3 separate regions of the Sus scrofa genome follow, and regions 1 and 3 are each linked to region 2. A link is a contact called in public promoter capture Hi-C data. All regions are on one chromosome and are shown on one strand. Each heading gives the region's core, a stretch centred on a gene start, on an enhancer-like site or on the middle of the called end of the contact. The rest is flanking DNA. Distances are from core to core; before and after follow the strand shown. Region 1 overlaps LEKR1 (leucine-, glutamate- and lysine-rich protein 1). Region 2 holds the start of CCNL1 (cyclin-L1). Region 3 holds the start of PTX3 (pentraxin 3).

Evidence for each region. Promoter capture Hi-C pulls out the DNA fragments that hold promoters and counts their contacts.
Region 1: a contact with region 2 is called in a promoter capture Hi-C map of fetal liver, with 3 times the contacts expected there. The contact joins the enhancer-like site here to the promoter of CCNL1 in region 2. A contact is called at or near these places in 1 of 5 promoter capture datasets (fetal liver), 2 of 47 Hi-C or Micro-C datasets (liver and retroperitoneal adipose tissue) and 1 of 2 datasets of contacts at active chromatin or transcription factors (skeletal muscle).
Region 3: a promoter capture Hi-C map of fetal liver shows a contact between it and region 2, with 4 times the contacts expected there. The contact joins the promoter of PTX3 here to the promoter of CCNL1 in region 2. A contact is called at or near these places in 2 of 5 promoter capture datasets (fetal liver and fetal skeletal muscle), 1 of 47 Hi-C or Micro-C datasets (skeletal muscle) and 1 of 2 datasets of contacts at active chromatin or transcription factors (skeletal muscle).

The regions. Positions count from the first base shown.
Region 1 is chr13:96,656,793-96,661,401 of Sscrofa11.1, reverse strand. The region is part of intron 3 of LEKR1 (leucine-, glutamate- and lysine-rich protein 1); the gene reads right to left. Among named protein-coding and RNA genes, the nearest start is that of LEKR1, 18 kb to the right of the region's middle. Within about 2 kb of position 1,526, at least 11 of the 83 cell types and tissues checked have an H3K27ac peak or open chromatin away from gene starts, as enhancers often do. A contact at or near this core is called in fetal liver, where this site is marked.
Region 2 is chr13:97,002,838-97,007,579 of Sscrofa11.1, reverse strand. CCNL1 (cyclin-L1) reads left to right here and starts at 3,179. Exons shown (of 11, transcript XR_001300397.2): 1 at 3,179-4,742. The region is part of intron 14 of VEPH1 (ventricular zone-expressed PH domain-containing protein homolog 1); the gene reads left to right.
Region 3 is chr13:97,270,601-97,275,276 of Sscrofa11.1, reverse strand. PTX3 (pentraxin 3) reads right to left here and starts at 1,683. Exons shown (of 3, transcript NM_001244783.1): 1 at 1,424-1,683; 2 at 545-949. The coding sequence starts at 1,553. The region is part of intron 5 of VEPH1 (ventricular zone-expressed PH domain-containing protein homolog 1); the gene reads left to right.

The sequences.
Region 1 (4,609 bases), core at 277-2,776, 340 kb after region 2:
GGGATGTGCTTGGGTTGTGGGATGGAAATCCTGTGAAATTGGATTGTTATGATCATTATACAACTACAGATGTGATAAATTCATTTGAGTAATAAAAAAAACAGAAATAAATAAAATCTAATGACAAGATCAAATGCTGAAAATACAGAGAAACTGGATCACTCGTACACTGCTGGTGAGGATGTAAAATGCTATAGCCCTCTGGAAAGGTTTGTCAGTGTTTTAGAAAACTAAACATGCATCTACCAAACAACCTAGCAATTGTACTCAGGCATTTATTCCAGGAAAATAAAAACATGTTGACATAAAAACCTATACACTAATATTTGTAGGAGCTTTATACATAATACCCCCAAACTAGAAAAAATTCAGATGTTCTTCAACAGGTAAAGCAAACTGTAGCACATTCATACCACAGAATGATACTCAGCAATAAAAAAGGGGAAAAAAAGTGCAGATACATGACACAACCTGAACAAAGCTACAGAGAATTACACTGAATGGAAAAAAAAATACCAAACACTGTATATCGCATGATTCCATTTTTATAACATTCTTGAAATGACAAAATTATTGGAGACCAGATTAATGGTTGCCAGGGACATGAATTGGGGGGCAGAGTGGAGTGGAGGTGTGTGAAAGGAGGAGTTAAGGTGAATGTAGCTATTTATATAAGGGCAACAGGAGGAGTCTTTGTTGTGACAGAACCATTTTAACTGTATCAGTGTTCATATGCTGGTTGTGATATTGCAGTATAGTTTCACCAGATGTTACCACTGGGGAAAGCAGGGGAAAGGGTACATGAGATTTCTTGGTATCACTTCTCACAAACTGCATATGAATAAAATAAAAAGTTTGATTTAAAAATAATAAAATATAAAAATAAATAAACCTGGGGCTAAAATACCAGAGAAATCCATAAAGAAATTTTATTGAGCAATTTTTGAAAATGTTGGCTTCATACCTAAACTATACATGACACACCTAGGTTTATCTAAGTATGCTTCCAAAGTATATTTCCCCCAACACCTATTTTTCCAGAAAACCTCACCTTAGTAAACTCTATGACCCGCCTGCAAAAGTATTCTGGACTACAAAACAACAAATGCATATTTTTTAATATTCATAATAACTGAAAAAAAAAACCTGTTTTCCCTAGTGAAGTACTATCGTGGATCACAATATTAAGTGATGAGTCCCCCCAAAAATTTTAGTTTCCCATCTCTTTTGTTATTACTTTAAAAATTACAATTACTTAAAAACACAACACACATACCCATACACACATACATATACCACTTCTTTCCCAGGATACTAGCGCTAACGTTTCTATGACGATTTTTCTTTTTCTTTTTTCTCTACTTTAACACAAAATTTGACCCTAGCCACACTGGCCCAAAATGACCTGGAAAATTAAGTTTATTTTTTCTGGCACTGACAATTTGTGCTTGGAAATATAAAACTGTTATTCTGAATAAATTTCAAAGTTCCAAAGTACTAAAATTACTTTACTGAAACAGGACAAAATGAGCTGTTACTGGTAGGGAAAGGGATTGTTATCCCAGAAAGAACAGTGTGCTCTCCAGCCCTTGCACTGCCACTTCTGTTTTGTAAAATAAACAACTCTGGTCTCTTTATTTTACTTTGTGTCCTGTGGTAATAAATATCTCCTGAAGCTAAAACCCTATTACAAGTGCTCATTTTGTCACCATTTAAAAAAACAAGAGATCAGTTTTACTTTTGCAAAATAACAGACTTTTCCACTGATTTGTTGAGGTTATTCTGACTTCTGTGTATGTTCTCTAGCAAAAAACAGCAAAAAAGAAAATTAATCATTGCTTTTTTACTAAAAGGAGGAGTCCACATGTCCATAAAATTGGTGGGCATTTAGGAGGGAAAGAGATATAGAACTATTACTTTACTGATCTGTAAGTGTTGTTTTAGTTTTAAGTTGTGGCAATCAAATCCTAAACACAGAACTGTACTATCATTACAAGTGCATTCTGCTTTCAGAATGCTGGATGAAAATTTAAACAAACAAAGCTGCTGCTTATCGGAGGTCAGAGAGATAGGTTGGTAGGAGACAGCTCAGTCTAGAGAGCAGATTTAGAGATACGACCTAAGAACATAACGTAAGTAAACTGTAGAGTCTAGCAGCAGAGGGGAAGATGCAGTCTTGCCATCTAGCCCACGGGCCTGTTTTACATTTTCTGCCACTTGAGGAGATGGAAGTCTGAAACATGTTTTATGCTCAGTCAGAAATTGCAAGAAAAAGCAAAAAGATCTGGGAGCGGTAGTCAAAAGATTATCTTATTCTTTCTTTCCTAAGATTCCCTAAGAAGATGAGACCAGAGGGAGATGATTTAACAATCTTTTGCTTTCTAATCAGGCAATGGGTGATTGCCTGATTAGATAACTAGGGCTTATTGTCATCAGCATGCTTCTCCACATTTTCCCTTCAGTGGCCATCTCCCCACATTTATTTTTTTCTTGTAACTCTTTCTACTGCTACCTATTTTGCCATTAATACTACAGCCATTTTCATTTCCTTTATCACTTACCTTTTATGCAATTCATCAACCATCCCCCTTCTATATCATACAGAAAATTACAGAAAGAAATGAATAGGAAAGGCTCCCCTCACCTTCTCTTCCCTGATTTCTACTCAAACCTTTCTTGACTATACACGGAAAAAAAGGAAATGCAGCAGGGGATTCCTAGAAAAAGAGCCAGCATAAAAACTAACACAAAAAGTAAACAGAAGAATAAGGAAAAAAAAAAAAAAGCCTTTTAAAGACTCTCTGCTCTGTCATTATATACCAATCCACCCTCCTATGTCCATTTTTATCCAATAAAATGTAACAGGAGCTCCTCCTGTGGCGCAATGGGATCAGCAGTGGCTTGGGAGTGTTGGGACATGGGTTTGATCCCCTGGCTCAGCACAGTGGGTTAAGGATCCAGTGTTGCCACAGCTGTGGCTCAGTTCACGGCTGTGGCTCAGATCTGATCCACGGCCGCAGGGTGGCCAAAATAAAAAAGAAATGTAGTATAATTCCCAAGCCATTATGAAAAATAAGTAATGAAATAATGGTTCTAATGTGAAGTACTCCTATTATTATTATAAGCTATATAATTTATTTAACATAATTATGTATAGAATGATTATGCAAGCTGACTAAATAGATATTCTGCCCGATCACTAAACAATCCAACAAGTTACATTATGTACCATCTAGAGGAATCAAATACAGGTAAGAAGGTATAGAAAACAAGTAACTGACATCTTTAGACCAAGATGCATGTGTACATTTTTGGTTGTCTTAAAATCAAATACACAAAACAGTGTCTGGCACATTATAGGCACTTGATAACTACTTGTTGTATAAATGCACCTAACTTAGGTCTGAAAAAGTGTAAAGATGCACTTTGTGCTCTAAACATTCTGCAGGCCAAAGGCTACAATCCTCTTACTTGTCCAGGGCCTTAGACAGCTGAGCTGCTCCTGGCCTCTCCACCTCTCTGTACTTCATGGATAGCTGCCTGCCATTCAAGCTTTGAGAAGAAAACTGTATTTATTTAATTATTTATTTATTTATTTTGTCTTTTTTGCCATTTCTTGGGCCGCTCCTGCTTTGAGAAGAAAACTGTATTTATTTATTTATTTATTTATTTTGTCTTTTTTGCCATTTCTTGGGCCGCTCCCACGGCATATGGAGGTTCCCAGGCTAGGGGTCGAATCAGAGCTGTAGCCTCCGGCCTATGCCAGAGCCACATCAACTCGGGATCCGAGCCGTGTCTGCGACCTGCACCACAGCTTAAGGCAACGCCAAATCCTTAACCCACTGAGCAAGGCCAGGGATCGAACCCGCAACCCCATGGTTCCTAGTTGGATTCCTTAACCACAACGGGAACTCCGAAAACTGTATTTATAAGATGTTTGGTTTTGGCATTTTTAAACAATTTACTCCTAAAGTACCTTAAACATGAACAAAAACCCACATTCAACTCATAAAATCTCCACTAAAATAAATACATACTCTTTCTTGCATTTGAAACATTGACATTGTTAAACATTCTCTAACTTGGCCAGTTTTTTCTCCCAGTTAGATCTGGTTCCCTTGGCTCAGAGTATCCTATTCCCTGTCTGTTTCTAGAAATGCCTGCCTTCAAGGGCCAATTCCAGTTTTACCTCCAGCATAAAGACCCTCCCTTGACCAACCTAATACTCAGGGATTTCTCTCCCACCTGCTCCACTCTCAGAGAACATACTATCTTATATATATCTAATGGTGTCTTTTAGAGGGTTTTTTTTTTATGTCATTATATATCTGCTTATTGACAGGGGATTGGTATCTGAGTAGGGAAATTGCATCTTGCAGATTGTTTTGTTTCCTTTAATCTCTAGCATAGTTTATGGAAGGAACACAGTTGAGGAAGGAGGAGGACATTCCATGTCTTCAAACATATGTAGATACCTCTTCTCAGGTAAGCACAGCATAACTGAGCTCTCTCTGAGGGAGAGAGCTTACTCTCCCTTACACCTAACTTAAAAGGTGAAATGAACTAAATGCAATGGTTTAAAGGGTCTTTTCTGGTAACTGGCCTTCCC
Region 2 (4,742 bases), core at 1,930-4,429:
TATAGTTACATGATTATTTTTCATTTAGTCCTGTGGAAGTTATGTGACAATACATTCTGCTCAGATTGCTGTCGTCATTAGAAATAGCCATTCTAGGAGTTCCTGTCATGGCTCAGTGGTCAACTAATCCGACTAGGAGCCATGAGGTTGCAGGTTCAATCCCTGGCCTTGCTCAGTGGGTTAAGGATCCGGCGTTGCCGTGAGCTGTGATGTAGGTCGAGGTAGTGTTGTCATATTTCTGCTCTAAACAGAAACTTTACTAGCAACTTCTTAAGCTTATAAGTTCTCCCTGATGACCATTAACCACAATGACTTATCCCTTCTCTGACTGTTCTTTGCACTTACTGGTCACCTTAACATTTGTCTTTGTGTGAACCCTTTCCTTTTTGCTTTGTTTTTTGTTTTGCTTTTTAGGTAAACATGTGTGGCATATGGAAATTCCCAGACTAAGGGTCAAATAAGAGCTGCAGCTGCCAGCCTATGCCACAGCCACAGCCACATGAGATCTGAGCCAAGTCTTCAAACTACGCTACAGCTTGAGGCCGTGCTGAATCCTTAACCCGCTGAGCAGGGCCAGGGATCGAAACTGTGTCCTCATGGATACTAGTCAGCTTCATTACTGCTAAGCCATGGTGGGAAATCCATCCTTTTTTAAGAGGGTACTTCCTTCTAGGTGGAGACTTAACATTTCATTTGCCCTTAGTCTAAATTAGTGTTGTGCAATGAAACTCAGTCTACTTATGGTTAACTAGTTGCTGAAGAAATCAATGAAATTTTTACCAATTGTAATTTTAGGATTAAAGAACTTGAAAGTTTAAATAATAATGAGAAGTATGCCTCCTTGAGAGTCTGCATAGACTAATGAAATGAAAACTAATTTAAAAATCAGGAATAGTGGCCCCAGGGAGGCCACAGATAATTGCATTTGTCTCTTCAATCATCCATCATCCAAAGTCTGCAGGTCTTAATAAGTAAAAATGCAACTTCAGTTATCATTAATTTCCTTTTAGAAATGAGTGCACTCAGGGTCTACTAGCAGCACTTCTGTTGAAAAAGAATATACAATATGTATTACAGATTTATCATTCCTTTTTTTCTTTGAGTGACAACTCAATCATTTACTTTCCTAATAGAACAGTCTCACTTGCCTAACTCATTGCTACTAAAGCTTTTATACAATTAAAACATATGCTTTACCCTTTCCAATTCTAGGTCCCTTATAACTCAATAGTTGTTAGTCTTTTGACTTTTTTTGTTTGTTTTTCTTTTTATGAACACACCTGTGGCATATGGAAGTTACCAGGCCAGGAATCGAATCAGAGCTGCAGCTGAGGCCTATGCCACAGCAACACCAGATCTGAGCAGCATCTGCAATGTATGCCCCAGCTTGCAGCAAGACCAGATCCTTAACCCACTGAGCCACAATGGGAACTCCATCTTTCCACATTTTAATGTTGATACTTTGGAAGTAGGTACATGGAAAAACAAATTTTTTTTCAATATAACTCAGAAATAACCATGATTTTCTTGGAACTTGACTATTAAAAGAAGAGTAAAAAAATTTTTTTTTACATCCCAGTCCTTTCTATACCACAGCTGTGGCAACACTGGATCCTTTAACCCACTCACTATGCCAGACCAGGGATCAAACCCTCATGCTGGTGCTGCAGAGATGCCATCAATCCCATTGAGCCACAGTGGGAATACCTGTCATGAATTTTTTTTTTAAACAAGTTAAAATTAATTTTTTTTCTCTTTAGGGCCACACCTGTGGCATATGGAAGTTCTGGGGCTAGGGGTTGAATTGGACAGCTGCTGGTCTATACCACAGCCACAGCCACACTGGATCCATGGTCTATACCTACACCACAGCTTGCAGTAGTGCCAGATCCTTAATACACTGAGCAGGGCCAGGGACCAAACCTGCATCCTCTGGATACTATCTTGGGTTCTTAATGAGCCAATGGGAATGCCCAAGAAGTCAAAATTTAAAACACCGTCATAGTTTGATGCGTTAATGCTAAGCGTATAAAATGTTGGCCCATCTCCTCTACCACTTTTGTTGAGGCTGAAAAGAAGAACAGTGAATATAATCATATCTATTGGATATAATCTGGGGTACAGACAGAAAGTTGTAGAATAGTCTCAGTGGTTCTGTGCTTCTGGAAATGATTGCCAAACACAGGAGGTGGGAAACAGTGGTCTATAGGGAAAAGATATCAAGAGTAGAGCAAGTACTCCTCCTTCTCCCAGAACTTCTCACTTCAATTCTTGTTAACTTTCTTCAATTAATCAAGGACCTAGAGATTAAAAAAATATATTATAAAATATATCAAGACATCACCAAGACAGTTTTTTGGTGAGGCATGGTGGGAGACTCTAAATATTAGAAAAATGTTCCATTAAGAAATAGTCTTGGGAGTTCCTGTTGTGGCGCAGCGGAAACAAATCCAACTAGGACCCATGAGATTGCAGGTTCAAACCCTGGCCTTGCTTAGTGGGTTAAGGATCCAGCATTGCTGTCATCTATGGTGTAGGTCACAGACATGGCTCGTATCTGATCTTGCTGTGGCTGTGGCTGTGGCCAGCAGTTGTAGCTCTGATTCAACCCCTAGCCTGGGAACCTCCATATACCACAGGTTCTGCCCTAAAAAAAGAAAAAAGAAAAGAAAAGAAAGAGTCTTGGAGTTGCCTGGTGGCTCAGCGGGTTAAGGATCCAACATTGTCACTGTTGCGGCTCAGGTCACTACTGTGGCCTGGGCTTGATCCCTGGCCCGGGAACTTCTGCATACTGTGGGTGCAGCCAAAAAAAAAGTCTTAAAAATGAATTGTATTGAAGTTCCCACTGTGGCTCAGCAGGTTAAGGATCTGACATTGCAGCTGTGTCATAGGTGGCAGCTGTGGTTCAGATTCAATCCCCAGCCCAGAAACTTCCATATGCCATGGTGCAGCCAAAAATAAATAAGAAGAGCTTTCAAAGTCTGTTACAGCATTTTATTTTATTTTAGTCTTTTTGGGGCCACATATGGAGGTTCCCAGGCTAGGGGTTGAATTGGGAGCTGTAGCCACCAGCCTACACCACAGCCACAGCAACCCCAGATCCAAGCTGCATGTGCGAACTACACCACAGCTCACGACAATGCCAGATCCTTAACCCACTGAGCGAGGGCAGGGATCAAACCTGCAACCTCATGGTTCCTAGTCAGATTTGTTTCCACTATGCCACTATGGGAACTCCTGTTATAATCCCTCCTGAATATTGGAGAGGGAAACTTCCCTGGAAGCAGCTTAGTCAGACAGGTGAAGGTAACGTGCAACGAGGTCAAGTATTTCAGCTAGCACCAGAATTACACTCTCTTGGAGCTCTGTTTCTCAATCCTGGCTGAACATTCCAATAACCACTGGCTGGGTCAACCCCAGATCCATTACATCAACCCCTACAATTCAGGCTCAAGCATAATCAGTATGTTTTAAAAACTTCTCTGGGGGTTCCCATCATGGCTCAAAAGAAGGGAATCCGACTAGTATCCATGAGGATGCGGGTTTGATCCCTGGCTTCAATTAGTGGGTCAGGGATCTGGTGTTGCTGTGAGCTGTGGGATAGGCTGCACATGCGGCTCAGACCTGGCATTGCTGTGGCTATGGTGTAGATCCAATTCCGTCTCTAGCCTGGGAACTTACATATACCTCGGGTGCAGCCCTAAACTCCTCTGAAGATACTTATGTGCAGCTAGGGTTCAGAAATACTGATGTAAATCTTTACAAAGTAAGGTGGATTGAATTCTTTTTTTAAAATGAGTTTTTGAATATGTTTTGCTTTAGAGACATCACTAACAAATATTGCAGTGTACTCAAATTCCTTTTGCTCTATGGATCCAAGTTTTAATTCATTTCTCATAATTAAACCTTAAAATTGAACTATGTGATAGAAAGATGATGGGGCTTCTCATTCCTGGACAATGTCTCCAAGGTCTAGACACAGAAGGAGTAAACAAAGATCTACTCTCTTTTAACTGAATTTACCTTGTGTTAATTTTTTCTGTACAGCAAAATGATTCAGTTTACAGAATCTTTTTTTTTTTTTTAAACAAGATCTACTCTTTTTTCCTCCCACTCTAGCCTGTGGTAGTTTGGATCAGTATCATTGTTTTTATTTCAAATTTGAGGAAATTTGGAGAATTGCTAATATCAGAGAGGGAAAAATACATATAAAGAGATTGATTTCTCCCATACTACCTAATTGCAGTAACCTCCATGAATACATAGACTGCCGGGCATAATCAAATTACCTCTGTAAAGTCTCGACCTAAAACTATTTTTGGAAATTAGGGATTTTCCAGATTAGTGAAAGCTGTGGCTTGTCACTAGCTCAGGCCCGAGTTTCGCAAGCGAAGCTGCTAAAGCAGTCTCTCTCCCAGTCAATACGAATCCCTCGCCATACTTAGATACCTCTGGGAACCACATGCTCATCTGACAGCTTTTTTTTTTTTTTTTTTTTTGAACCGATGTAGTTCACAAGCCTGTTTCCCAAAAATACTGTAAAGCAGCCCTTTCCAGATTCCTTGTGGGTCACTTTAAATTACAAGTTCGTCCATACAGGACATCAGAGTAACCATTTCCACCAGCCAATGCCGGCGAAGGTCGTTCGTCCTGATGCTTCCCTTTCTACTCGCTGAACCCGAGTCATCCAAACGCGAAAAGTTAGATGAGGTAGAGACGGGAGCAAAGAGATCCACGTTCTA
Region 3 (4,676 bases), core at 434-2,933, 270 kb before region 2:
ACCCTCGGACCTCGATTCATTTCACAGACCCCAGCGTTGAGAGGACCCCTCAGGAGGTCAGTTTCAGCTTCAAGTTTCTTATTGGGAACTGGCAGGAAGAAAGGGCTAGCCCAGGGATTGGAAAACATCCCTAAAAAGGAGACTGGGCCCTGAAATAGCGAGGAACCAGAGCTCCCCTAAAGAAGGAGGCCGGCTAAAATTAGAAGAAGTGGAAATCCCTAACGGAGGGAAGCTGCACAGCCAGAGAGGTTATGGCTATAACCGGCCAGTAGAGCTCCTGCAACGCCTGGTTGGATCGGGTGTCAGTCCAGAGGCCCTAGACTTATATTTCAAGACTGTAATGGTTACATGCACAGCTATTTTCTCGGTTCCTCGAGACTGGAGAGTACTTATGAAAGCAATTCTCCCGCGTTGTATCGTGTATCTGACCACTGTGACCGTGCTGGAGAGTATGGTGTGTGTTTGTGTTTCTTCCCACCAATACCTCTCCTAGTCTTGGCTTCCCACAACGCGCGCTCTGAGAACAAAGCCACGCAGTCCTTACCTGCTGGCAGCCAGCGCCCCGCGGCCCAGCCCTGCACTGCACGGAGGTCAGCCCGCGTCCGCCGCAGCTCCTCGAGCACCGCGCCCAGGGTCCGCCCCGCCTCCTCCTGCAGCTGCGGAGTCCCAGCTTCCTCTAGGCGCTCCAGCCTGCGGCCAGCGTCGCGGCTCGCCTGCAGCAGCTCGTCCAGCGCCCGGGCCAACTGGACCTCCGCTGGGGCTGTCGGTGCGCAAGGCCTCGCCAGGCTGCCTGCCAGCCGCCCCAGCTCGGCCCTCAGCCTCTGCAGTTCGCCCCGGAGGATGTCATCGGTGGCCTGCAGAAGCATGCTCTCCCGCATCTGGGAGTTCTCTAGCATGATGAAGAGCTTGTCCCACTCAGAGTGCTCTGGACTGCAGTCGCACAGCGTGGCTAGAGCACAGAACACATAAGCGTTACTGCCTGCCCAGGCCTTCCTCGGGTGTGCTTTGTAAAACACCGATTTTCCTCTAAGATCCCAAGTTACAGCCCATCTCCAGCACCCCCCTTCCCTTTAAGAACACTTCCAAAAAAGCAGCATGTAAATATCTCGAGAATGACAGAAACCATGCAAGCATATATTAAGTTGAACTCAATTGAAACTGCTCTTCGTAGGGCTCAAAACAGTCGAATATCAGCGATTTCATAGGGCTCAACCCACTATATCTCTATGACAGAAATAACTTTTTGAAACCTCCCCCTTTCCTAACATGCTTCTCTCTTTTGCAAAAAAAAAAAAAAAAAAAAGAAAGAAAAAAGAAAAAAAAATTCCTTATTTCATTGACTTCAAAATATATGTATAATGTTTAGACACAGAGAGGTGGATATGTAATTAAGGTTAGCAGAGAAATAGTTAAATGAACTTACGGTCCTCAGTGGGATGGAGTCCATTGTCTATTTCGTTGTCCAAATTCACATACATGAGCTCATAATCATCGGAGTTCTCGGCCAACACTGCAGACCAGAGAGCACAAAACAGAATCGCTGGGAGACGCATTGCTGAAGAGACAAAAGTTCTTCCCACAGCTGGCGGGAGGGTGTGAGGCAAGAGGCTTTCAAATGAACAGAGAAGGAGCCAGAGGAGAGTGAGAGTGAGAGGCAGGAGCTGAGAGCCCTTAATAAATGCTGGGGAGAGTCTGAATGGGGATGAATGAGTAATGCCAGTGGCACTGCGTTAACGGGAGTTCCCCTGATTTTGGGGGGAGGGGGCTGGGTGGGAGGGCGAAGGAGACGTTGCACAATAGTAAACCACAAAGATTTACACTGCCATCAGATTAATTGGAGGAGGGTCAGAGGGGAAAGAAGGGGGAAAACTGGGCTAGGACTATCCCTGTGAGGATTAGCTGTTGTAACTTGAATTGGTAGCACTGCAGGATGAGAGGGAGGGAAGGGGATTAGGGAGAGAAATAATTCAATAGGCAGAGAGGTGTGAAAACAAGAGCATCATTTCAGCATTTTGTGTACGCTCATTATTTCACAACCTTTTGTGTATAGAAAACTTTTGTTTCACATTTTCTTTGTACACATTTAACAGGTCTAAGCTCTGAGAGTTATTTTCTGATTTCAAGATAAACCAACACAGTAAGGATTTGTATGGCTCTAGAAGCCAAGTCCATTCAGAATTACTGTCTTTAAAAACTTCTGGAGTTGCAGCTATACTTTTATAAACATTTTTTTAATGTCTTTTTGGGGCTGCACCTGTGGCATACCGAAGTTCCCAGGCTAGGGGTTGAATCTGAGCTTTAGCTGCCGGCCTACACCAGAGCCACAGCAACACGGGATCTAGCCACATCTGCAACTTATACCACAACCCACTGAAACACCTCGATCCTTAACCCACTGAGTGAGGCCAGTGTTAGAACCTGCGTCCTCATGGATACTAGTTGGATTTGTTACCGCTGAGCCACGAAGGGAACTCCAAAACACCTTTTTTATTTTTTATTTTTTGACAAACCCAGCAAAACTGGTAAACCTAAAATGAGAAGGAGCTAGGGAAAAGGAATAACTGATTTTAGGTATGTTTCTTTTCATAGCCTGGTATTATGTGGAAATTAATATTTCGTGAGGCTTAGAGTCAAAGTAAACTTTAAATTTAGGGATTCCTGCTTCTGCCAATACATAGAAATCAGTGTAATCTGAAAACTGTCCTGAACAAACACCTAGAAATGTGTTTACGTTAGGATAATAATAAAAACTTCAAATGTACAAATAAGCTCCCAATAAAGAAAGGGAAATATCCAGAGGCCAAAGAGAGGGAAGCACAAACAGACCAGTAAGCCCAGGAGCTGATGTCAAGCTCCTCCTGGATGGGAGGTGAAGTGGGGGGAAAGGTTATCCATTCTGTAATTACCAAATATTAATGGCCATGGTGGAGCAAGGCTTAGGCCAGGGTGAGGAGTTACATATTGGCTTTCAGTAGCTGTAGCCCCACTCTCTGCCCTAGCCCGAGAAAGTGAGAGGTAAGCCTGTCTCTCTTTGACTGAACTTTACAGGGTCCCTAAGAGTTTGTGACTTTGAGCCTGCCCTCATACATGTTCAAGATTCAGATGTTTACTGTCTGCCACAGTAAAAATATATTCATAATAAAAAATACTTAAACATATGAGAAAGCCATAATAAGAACCAGCAGAAACCAAAAAGGTTTAGATACCAATCCCTCAAGAATTTCATGTAATTAAAATATCAGCTAAAAACTACAAAATAACTGTTTAAAAGGACTTAAGATCTACAAGAAGGAATTGGAAACATGAAAAAAGAAAAAGATACTGTCCAAAAAAAAAAAAAAAAAGTCTAGGCCTATTTAAAAAAAAAAAAAACCAACATAACTTCTAGAATTAAAAACAAAGTTAATTGAAATTTTAAGAAAACTCAAGAAATTGATTAAATGACAAATCAGGCAAAGCTGAAGAGAATGTCTAGAAACTTAGATCTGAGAAAAACATTCTCAAAATCCTTTCATTGTTCAGGTTGGCAAAATAATTTTTCTTTGTTCAAGAATTTTTATCTTTTAAAGGATAGCCATTACAACCAAAAGGAAATAAAATGTCCAAATAGAAGAAATAGAGTGAATTTAAAAAAATTTTTGATCTATTCGATAAGAGGTAATGAAGAAGGGAAGAAAATCATAGATGAAGCAAGATAAACAAAAAGAACAACATAATGTAAAAATAAACACAAAGATGCCAGTAACCACTATAAATATTAATGAAACAAACTTTCCAGTTAAGAGGCAGAGGTTGTCAGGAATATTTTTTAAGTCTAGCTATATGTCACTTATAAGAGTCACACATAAAACAAGAATCTAGAAATCTGGAAAACAAAAAAATTTAAAAGTGGTGAGAGATGTACCAAACAAGGGCTAGTGAAAAAATCTAACGTAGCCATGTTGATACCAGTCAAAAATAGACTTTTAGGCAAGAGAGACTAATTAAATTATGATGAAAGAAACACTTTATATAGGGAGATATCTTAGAACTATCTAGTTATAGTTAAAAAATATATGCCAAAAATTAACAGACTTATAAGGAGAAATTGACAACCCAAAATCATAAAGGGAAATTTTAACATACTTCTCATAGCTGATAAGTCCACTTATGTCATAACTGATCATTTGAATGCCAAAAAAACTGAAAGGATACAGAAATTTAAACTACATAATTTAAATTTTGATGTAATGAAATATATAGAACACTGCCCAGAGGGTTTGATAAGCAAGTTCTACCAAACAAGGAACACATAATCTCCTTTTTATATAAACTACCTCTGAGAATAGAGCATGCAGGAATACACTAAATTCTTTTTATATGTCTGGTTAGATGATAAAAGAGAGACAAGGACAGAACAAGAAAAGAAAACTGCAAGCCAGTCTCATTTAAGAATATAGATGCAAAACTCTAAATAAAATATTAGCCAAATAAATCCAGCAGTATATGCATAAAATACATCATGACCAAGTTGAGTGTATTCTAAGAATGCAAGATTGGTTAAACTTTATAGAGTATTTATTATATTAACGATTTAAAGGAAAAGTCATAATGGTCATGTTGACAGATGCAGGAAAATCATTAAATAAAATTCAACACTCATTCAAGTTCCAACTAGGAAAAAGACAGGAACTTAA